Linked DNA regions of Sus scrofa: regions 2 and 3 are each linked to region 1. Evidence: chromatin contacts called from public HiChIP or PLAC-seq data. All regions are on one chromosome and are shown on one strand. The core of a region is the stretch at or near the end of the contact, and the rest is flanking DNA. Distances in the headings are between cores, read along the strand shown.

What was found. HiChIP or PLAC-seq counts read pairs in DNA pulled down with a chosen protein or histone mark.
Region 2: an H3K27ac HiChIP or PLAC-seq map of alveolar macrophages shows a contact between it and region 1. The contact joins the promoter of MRPL35 here to the promoter of CHMP3 in region 1. A contact is called at or near these places in 1 of 5 promoter capture datasets (liver) and 1 of 2 datasets of contacts at active chromatin or transcription factors (alveolar macrophages).
Region 3: an H3K27ac HiChIP or PLAC-seq map of alveolar macrophages shows a contact between it and region 1. The contact joins the promoter of KRCC1 here to the promoter of CHMP3 in region 1. A contact is called at or near these places in 2 of 2 datasets of contacts at active chromatin or transcription factors (alveolar macrophages and skeletal muscle).

Annotation. Positions count from the first base shown.
Region 1 is chr3:58,205,304-58,208,341 of Sscrofa11.1, reverse strand. CHMP3 (charged multivesicular body protein 3) reads right to left here and starts at 1,421. Exons shown (of 6, transcript XM_003354734.4): 1 at 1,189-1,421. The coding sequence starts at 1,233.
Region 2 is chr3:58,573,708-58,576,745 of Sscrofa11.1, reverse strand. MRPL35 (39S ribosomal protein L35, mitochondrial) reads left to right here and starts at 1,636. Exons shown (of 5, transcript XM_003124936.4): 1 at 1,636-1,766. It overlaps IMMT (MICOS complex subunit MIC60), which reads right to left and starts at 1,571. Exons shown (of 13, transcript XM_021087287.1): 1 at 1,379-1,571. The coding sequence starts at 1,423.
Region 3 is chr3:57,926,635-57,929,672 of Sscrofa11.1, reverse strand. It overlaps KRCC1 (lysine rich coiled-coil 1), which reads right to left and starts at 1,410. Exons shown (of 4, transcript NM_001243946.1): 1 at 1,159-1,410.

The DNA.
Region 1 (3,038 bases), core at 172-2,671:
GAGCAGTCACCCAAGCCTCACTACCAACAATGCCCTATCTTTAACCCACTGAGCAACCAGGGAACTCCACATTGGTTTTTAAAATCTGCCTGCCAGAGCTGAACAAGTGAGATCACTTCTTCAAAGATTTTAGGCTTTTTTTCCATTATGTATAAGTCTAACCTGGGTACTGTAAAGCTTCTGACACTTTAACATAAATATTTACCACTGGCGCTCTTGTCAGAATTAACGTTATGATTCAATAGATCTTAGACAGGAACCAAGATTTTTTTAACAAGCTGCCAGGTGATGCTGATGCTGCTGATGCTGTTGGTCTGCACTTTAGAGGGTTGTAGAATATATAATTTATCCTAACTAGCACCAGTAGCTAAAACTTATCATGCTTTCGCCTTCAGTGAGTCCGAAGTGATACTATTATATTCCTGCTTGATATCCAAGACTGAGGCACACAGAGATGAAATTTCCTTAGATCACAAAGCTGATTATGTGGAGAACCAGGATTCAAAGTTAGGCACACTGCCTCTGCAGGGCACTCTCAACCGCTCCACAGTATCCCGACGTGATCTCAGCTGACAGGCAGATTCAGAACTCTAAGCCAGGTCCAGAGTTATTATCTTCGGTACCACTCTTCGAAGTGGGGTCTGGGCTATGACTGTGCGGTTGGTGTCAACATAACGTTGTTGGGAAGCGGAATGAGAACCAGAGCCTACCTCTCAACACGCCGCACTGTGTGGGGAAAGGGCGGCAAGCGCCTATACCGCTCCGTGATCGGGAAGGGGGTCCTCGAGGACAGCTCACCTGCTACGGGCAGGTACGCCCATGCCCGTGGGCGGACTGAGGGGGGCGGGGCCTGCGCCCGGGATAGGTTCCGGGAGGGACGTACCAACGCCGGCAGAGGAAGGGGTTCCAGAGGCCAGGACGGCGCTGCTGCCTCCGCGCCCCGTGCCGAGCCTGCATAACTCTTAACCTAGCCCTCGGCTCCTCTGCGGAGCGCTGTGGTACAGAGGTTTTCTTTCGCCACAACTGGCTCCTAAGAGACTTCCTCCGGCCCCTCGACCGAGTGGGAGGCCCCGGAAATGGGGGCCGAGCGGTACCTGGCCAGCCGCGGGGAAAGAAGGTCCAGTCCACCACCAACTCCACTGAGCCCTTACAAACCCACCCACTCAGTGCCGCCGCCGTAGCCCTTACCAGCTCTTTGGGCGGCTTCTCTTGGGTTTTACCAAACAGCCCCATGGTGAACTGAACTCGTCTTGCCCCTTCCGGCTCTCCGTTCCCTGCGCCCAGGCAGGTCACGGGCAGCCGCCTGGGCGGGGCGGGTTAGGGAAGAGGAGGCTGGACGCCCGGAGTCGGGAGCGGCCGCTGGGGTCCTGGTGCGCATGCGCCGAACTCATGCGCAGATTTAGGTCGGCGGAGTCAACGCTGAAAGATTGACGCGATTGCGCACTTGCTGGGAGGGGATTTGCTGACCCACGTGACGAGTTAGCTGTGTTTTCTTAGGCCTGGGAGGTGATTCCTCCGAAAGATGCGATTTTATTGACTGCACCTGGTGATTACAGCTGCGTTGCTCGCGCTGTATTGTTGCGCCGGAATTCTTTATCTTTACCAACAAGGTACTTTTACAACCACTTTCCGAACAGCTTCACCCTTCTGTCCCGTAGGTACCTTACTTGTAGCAAGGCAGCAGTGACCTCTTCTTCCTCCCGCCGGACCTTCTCCTTCCCTATGTTGTCTCTGCCATCACTAAGTCACTAAACCTGGGTATCATCTCTTCTCCACCTCTTACCAGGTCCCAACAACTGTAACTTTTTTTTTTTTTTTTAACTCCAGCCTTCTAATGCCAAATGTCACAGCTTTGTGCAGGCCATCGCCATTTCCAACGTGGATGATTCCTACCAGCCATTTGTGTGTGTGCTTGTGTGGTCCTTCAATCCACGCAGACCATAACCTTAATCAAATTCTCAAAGGAATCTGTGACGAAAAAGGACTGGTCGCATTTTACTGGGCAGCCTGATTGAACCAACAATTACTTCCTTTGCTGATGGTGAAGCATCCACTCATTTAGTGCCTCAACCCCAACTCCCATCTCTGGTGGGAATGGAAAATGATACAACCATTCTGAAAATATTTTAGCAAGTTGTTTAAATAATAAACGTTTATCTCAAGCCATTCCACAGCCAGCTATTTATCCAAGAGGGGGGGGAAACACGTCCTTACAGAGACTTATACAAGTATCCTTATTTGTAATTGCCAAGAAATGGAAGTAATCCAAATGTCCATCTCAACAGGAGAATGGATAAAATAATTGTGCTAGATCCGTACAGTGGAATACTACTTGACAATAAAAAAAGAAACTGTTGATACATGCAACAGCATGGGTGAATCTCAGAATAATTTTGCTGAGTGAAAGAAGCCCCCCCAAAAAAGTGTACATTCTGTATGATTTCATTTATGTGACGTTTTACTAAATGCAAACTAATCTATAATGGCAGAAAGTAGATTATTGGTTGTTAGGAGACAGGGGTTGGTTTCCCAAGAGGTGGCAAAGAGGGATTACAAAGAGACATAAGGAAAATTTGGGGGGTGATGGATAATATGTTGTTTGTGGGGGTGGTTTCACACATATATGCAATATCAAAAATTGGACACTTTAACATAGAAGCAACCTAAATGTCGAACAGAATAGATAAAGAAGATGTGGGGTGTGCATGCATATGTGTACACACACACACACACACACACACACAAAATGGAGTACTACTCAGCCATAAAAAAAGAATAAAATAATGCCATTTACAATAACATGGTTTGACCTAGAGATTATCATAGTAAGTGAAGTAAATCAGACAAAGACAAATATTATGTGATATCACTTATATGTTGAATCTAAAAAAGTGATAGAAATGAACTTAGTTACAAAATAGAAATAGATTCACAGGCAGAAAACAAACTTATGGTTACCAAAGGGAAAAGGCAGGGAGGGATAAATTAGGACTTTGGGATTAATAGATATACATACTACTATATATAAAATAGATAAG
Region 2 (3,038 bases), core at 387-2,886, 370 kb before region 1:
GAGGGGGAGTTCCCATCGTGGCTCAGTGGAAAGAAATCTAACTAGTATCCATGAGGACGCAGGTTCGATGCCGGGCCTTGCTCAGTGGGTTAAGGATCCAGTGTTACCATGATCTGTGGTGTAGGTTGCAGATGCAGCTTGCTGCAGCTCCGAATTAAACCCACTTAAACCCCGGAGGTGTGGGGTGGGAGGGAACAAAGACTTGAGCCCTACAACCACAACAAACTACAATTCTGCCAACAAACTACAAGAGCTTGGAAGAGAACCCTTAGCTCCAAATGAGAACCACAGTGGGGACAATACCATAGCAGAGAACCCCATTCATGTCCAGAAACGGTTTTGTTTTAAGCTGCTCAATATGTGGCATTTGTTATATAGCAATAGAAAACCAACACACACCCCACTTTCCTATGGAAGAGGCTGCTTCTCTTACCCTTAAAATGAAAGGGAAATAAGAAAACTTGAAAGAAAAAATTAAGTTTGATTTTTATGATTTCTAACTCACTATGTCTAGGGATTTTGCTCAATTGCATGAGTCACAGTACCTGTTTTGCAACATCACATTTTGCCAAAATACCAATTTTCTTTAATTGTGAGCAGTGGGAATAGGTTTACCTTTTTTATTTTTAATTTTAGCAAATTACTTTGACAATCATGCAGAAATAAAAGGAACTGGGTTTCTAACCTCCTTGAATGTGTGCCAAAGTTGTCCCAGCACCTGGAGACACAGGCTAATCTCAGAAATGAGCACAAGGTCATGTCGCCTAACCTTCCTTGAGCACCAAGAGTTCGAGCTCCATAAACTACAACCTTTCATTTTTGTTCAGAGAACGAAGAGCTCAAGAGGTGTTCTCAGCTACAAAAAGAAGGGCAATCCCTCCTCCGTGATAATTACAACCTTGACCCCTAAAACGCGGACTCCAGCAGTCCAAGAACGGCCTTACTAAGATGCAATAAGACAAGGCTGTGCGTATCCTGCTGGGAAGTGTAGTTTTTCCCTGTCGACCTTCAACCACCGACTGTGCGAAACCTATCACGCGCCCAACCGGCGACCCGAGCGCCAGTAGCCTCGATTGGTCCTAGACTGGGGCAGCGCAGGGCTGATTGGATGGCACGTCCCCTAGGCCGTGCCTCCCGTCCTATGCCCGCCTCCCCGCCACCTTCTCCTCATGCCCCATCCCGCTCAGCAATAACCCTCAAGTCATCCCAGTCTGGCAAACTCCCGAATTAACTGCTTCACGGGCCCACCCGACACTCTCGCGATAAAGGCGGCCCTGAGACACGCCTTTGTCCCCGGGCCTAGGCAGAGACAAAGCCTCCCCCACTTTCAGTAGGTTGCCCGTCACCACACACTCTCTTCCGGCGCCCTGATCCTTACCTGGGCGGTGGAGGTCACGCCGGATAAATGACAGGCCCGCAGCATCTCGGCGCGGCGGACGGCGCTGCGGGTCTAAGTGAGAGCAGGGGCGGCGGCGGCGCGAGAAGGGGAGACCGTGCGCGCGCGCAAGCGTGCTTGCGTCCGTGCCGCCTGTCCGCGCCCTGCGTACCGGAAGGGCAGCCACCGCCACTGCGCATGCGCAACCTCCTGTTGCCCCTGTCCAAGCCCCTCCGAGAGGCTGGGCTCTGTCGGGACGGAAAGGGCGCTTTCTCTTTCCGGGTTGCGCTTCGGGTTCTGGTCTGTAGCGGGAAGCCCAGGGTACTAGGTGAACTGAACCGGTTGGAGGACGTCGGAAACTGGGGCTTCGGTTCCTGCGAAAACTGAGCAGGTGTGATTCTTCGGAGAATTCTAGCAGGAAAGTGGCTCAGCCTTTTCCGTCGGCTGGATATTTCGTAGAAAGGAATGGATTTGCCCAAAGTTACGTAAACGACGGTAGTGTCTCGGTTTCCGCGTTTGTTTTGTTTGACAGTCCTTCAGGGAGTCATGCTTTTGAGAGGCTGGGTGAGAGAACACTGAGGAGACCTTTGTGCAAAATTATTTGTTCATGTATCTAATAAATAGCAGAGAAGGGATAGGGACCCTGATTCTTCAGGTTCCACAGTCTCTACTCCTTCCATATTAAACCACACTGCTTTCTCCACCAAGTTTGTATTTTAAAAAGATAATTTTGGCCACAATCTGTGAGATGAAGTCAGTGCAGAAACACTGTTCAAAGCATTCCACCGATTCTGTAATCACGGAAACATATGTTAAATATTGAACACTATTCAATACTATTAGTACTAGTAATGATCTTATCACAATATCATAGAAACTAAATAACTTATCTATTGCGTGTGTAAGGTACTTCAAGTCTTAACTAGATAGTTCATTGTAGTTCTCCCTAGCGGTAGACAACGCTACTGAATCCCATTTGTAAAGAAGTGACTTTGAAAATTATCTAAGGAGTTCCCGTTGGGGCGCAGCGGAAACGAATCCAACTAGGAACCATGAGGTTGCGGGTTCAATTCCTGGCCTCAGTGGGTTCAGGATCCGGCGTTGCTGTGAGCTGCGGTGTAGATCACAGACTGGGATCTGGCGTTGGTATGGCTCTGGTAGCTACAGCTCCCATTAGACCCTTAGCCTGGGAACCTCCATATGCCACCAATGCAGCCCTAAAAGTCCAAAAAACAGAAAAATAAAATTATCTAAAATCAAATGATTACTTATGTTTGTATAGGTTTACTGCTTTTCCGAATAATTTTGTAATTACATTATACTTGATATTTCACATTGCCATCACTTAGCCTCAAGAGCAGTCGCCCACTTTTTTTTTTTTTTAGTAATTTTAACAATTAAACGGCAGCCCTGCCAGCCCATCCCTGCCCACTGCTCTCATGCTAGCTGACGCCAGTGTGATGACTTTTCTAACACCTTGGCCATAAACCTCTCAATGTCAATGAACATCTCCTCCAGCCATGTATGGCACAGCGTTGGGCCTCAATATCATTAGCAACTTTTCCATCTTCAAGATTTCAAACTCCAAAATTAATTTCTATAGTTTTTGTCATTTAATAAAGTCCTTAATCCCCATCTTCATGTGCAATTTATGACTTTTTTT
Region 3 (3,038 bases), core at 161-2,660, 280 kb after region 1:
TCGGGTTCATTACCGCTGAGCCACAATGGAAATTCGGACCCAGTCCCATTTTGAGCTCAGGCTGGGAAAGCTCAGGGCTGTCAAAAGGCATTTATTGTTTGTTCTAGCCAACACCTGAATATAAGGCCCTGACCTCTCTTTTTTAGAGTAGTTACTAAAAAGGGTTTACAATTGTTTGTTAATTCTTCCTCTGTCCCTTTGAGATATATGTGTACCCCCCACAACTCAGGAATGTCTTTCTCAAAGATCTGAAAGCCATCCTTTTAAAGTGTAATTATCAGAAAAGGCAGGGCCTGGGGTCTCCCAGTCTGTGGGAAAAGTGAATCCTCACTTCCACAAGATGACACAGCTCGCCTAAGTGCACGGACACTGCCCAAACCTAGGTAATTTTGCGCTTTCCTGACTCTACTGAACCCCTTCCTTCATTTTCCCTCTAAAACCCCGTCACCTCTGCGCAAATCGGAATGGAGCTCAGCTCTTTCCCTACTGCAGTTACTGAATAAAAGCTGTTTTTGCCTCTCTGATGTCCTGCTGTATTATCTTTGACTCTGGTAGATACAAATTTAAATTCAGACGACTACTACAATAGGCCCGTAAATCTTAGAAGCTTGTTTTACAGGGTGTTATCCTCAAAAGCTAAGGAAAACTCTGCAAAGTAATCCCTCAAATACCTCACCCCCTCTTCCCTTCCTCCAGGGCCTCCGCAACTTGAAGCTCCCGTGTTTACTTCCTACTGTGGCCAAATTTCACTTCTCCCTCCGCGTGAGGGCTCTACTTTGTAGGATGCTGAATTTCGCCCAGCGCAGGTCTACGCCCTTCCACGTCTGGAGCCTTTTCTCTCCGTGTCTCTGTCCCCTTGATCTCGGGGTGTCCTCCTCAACCCCCTTCCCTCTCCCTGACACTCCAGATCCACGGCCTCGACCTGGCCGCCTCTCTCCCACTCCAACTTCAACTTCCCGGCAGCGGAGGCGTCCCCGCTCCCGCCGCGCTCCGTGCTGGGGCCCCGGCGGCCCTTTCCCGGGGCTGCGAGTGGGGAGGGGAGCGTAGCCCTGTCCGGGTCGGCCATCTCGCACTCTCTGGGCGCGCCCGGCCTCTACCGGGCTGGGGGATCGAGCGGCTGAAGGCCGAGGCCGCTCCCGCTGCCGGGCGGGAACTCACCTTCTCTGAGGCAGGGGCGGCCGTCTACAACTACGGCCCCCCTCCCCGCCAACGCCACCGGTCGGGGGATAGGCTGAGGTGGAGGTGGCGGAGAGGCAGGGACAACCGCTGCCGCCACCGCCGCCTCCGCCGCGGAGCAGACGGGGTGGGAGGAGGGGGCGGAGACCGGGCTTCCTGAAGGGAAGTAGCCACCACCACCACCAGCGACTGACTGGACAGCGCCCGCGCCATGGCGGCGGCGGGGCGTGCCACTGCGCTTGCGCAGTCACCCTACTCTCAGAGAGCCTTTTTAGCCCCGCCTTCTTGTTTGCTCCGCCCCCTCGGTCCCCTTCTTCCGGGACTCTGTTTTAACCTGGCCGAAGCTCTCCTCACTGCTACTCACTTCGGGCGGTGGCGGGGGGAAATCTAAAACCAACAAAGAAAAAAGTTTGGAAATCTGCGGTTTCTACCTCCAGAATATCTGAAAAATCATGATTTCCTGCTTTACCTTTTTAAAGTTTGTTAAGAGTCTTTGATACACAGTAGATTAAGCAAAATCTTTGGTGGTGATATGCTGTCATCATTGCAGCATAAATGACCTTTTTCTCTCCCTTGGCTCTCTCAGTATACGTGTATATACATACACACGTTCATCTCATCCTCTTGTTCCCTGTCTCCCAAAGAAATCACTACCCTGGTTTGTAGTCATCATTTCTTTACATATGTATATATCTTTATCACATGTATGCTTGGGGAAATTTTTTTCTTTTTTTGGTCATTTTGCCATTTCTTGGGCCGCTCCCGCGGCATATGAGGTTCCCAGGCTAGGGGTCGAATAGCAGCTGTAGCTGCTGGCCTACACTACAGCCACAGCAACGATGCCAGATCCTTAACCCACTGAGCAGGGCCAGGGATCAAACCTGAAACCTCATGGTTCCTAGTCAGATTCATTAACCACTGAGCCACGATGGGAACTCCTGCTTGGGGAAAATTTTTAGATTGTTTTTTAATTTTATAAGATTTATGTCTTTCTCTAGCAGGGCTTCTTTCACTCAATGTTTTGAGACTCATCCAAGCTGTTGCACATAAATGTTATTTATTCATTTCACTGCTATACAGTGTTACACCCCTTTTCCTGTTGATGGGCATGTCCCCTGTGCATTGTGCAAAAGTTTCTCTTGGGTAAGCTCTCCTTTCCTGTAATACAACCGCTGACTAATTTCAGGTTCCCATCATCTTTTGTTAGAACCATGGCAATAGCTACCTAATTTACCATTCTTCCTGATTTCACCGTTCCAGTCTACCAAAGGGTTCTATGTGGAAGTCATTTCTGGCTCCAGTTGTCTGTTGGAGAAAGTCCCACATGAATACTACTTCTGGGCTTCTGTGCACCTCCCTGATCTCATTATCTTCCTAGTGTTCTCACTTCCCCACCCTTTCACTTTGTGATTCAACAACATTAAACTTTTATTGATTCTTGTAAATACCCTGCTATTACATAACTCAGTTTATTGTATCTGCTACTTCTTCCTGAAACACCCTCTTCCTACTGCCTAATGAACTCCTCCTCCCCTCAGAAGTAAATCCTATCCTGAATTCAGCATTTCTCATTTTCATGTCTTTCTTTATATTTTTACTACATATGTATGTATCTCTAAGTAACATGAAGTATTGTTTTGCATGATATAAAACTTTACATAAATGTTAATATGCATACTGTTTTTTCTCCTGCACTTTGTTTTTTTTCAACTCAACATTAGTTTTTGATTTTAACCTCTGCTGAGATGTGAGGTTCTGATTCATTCCCTTTCTCATCTCTCTTAATGTCCGTTATATGAATGCACATGAGCTATCTGTTCTCCTTTCATGAGACTTTGAACTTATTTCCCATTTTTCTTTTA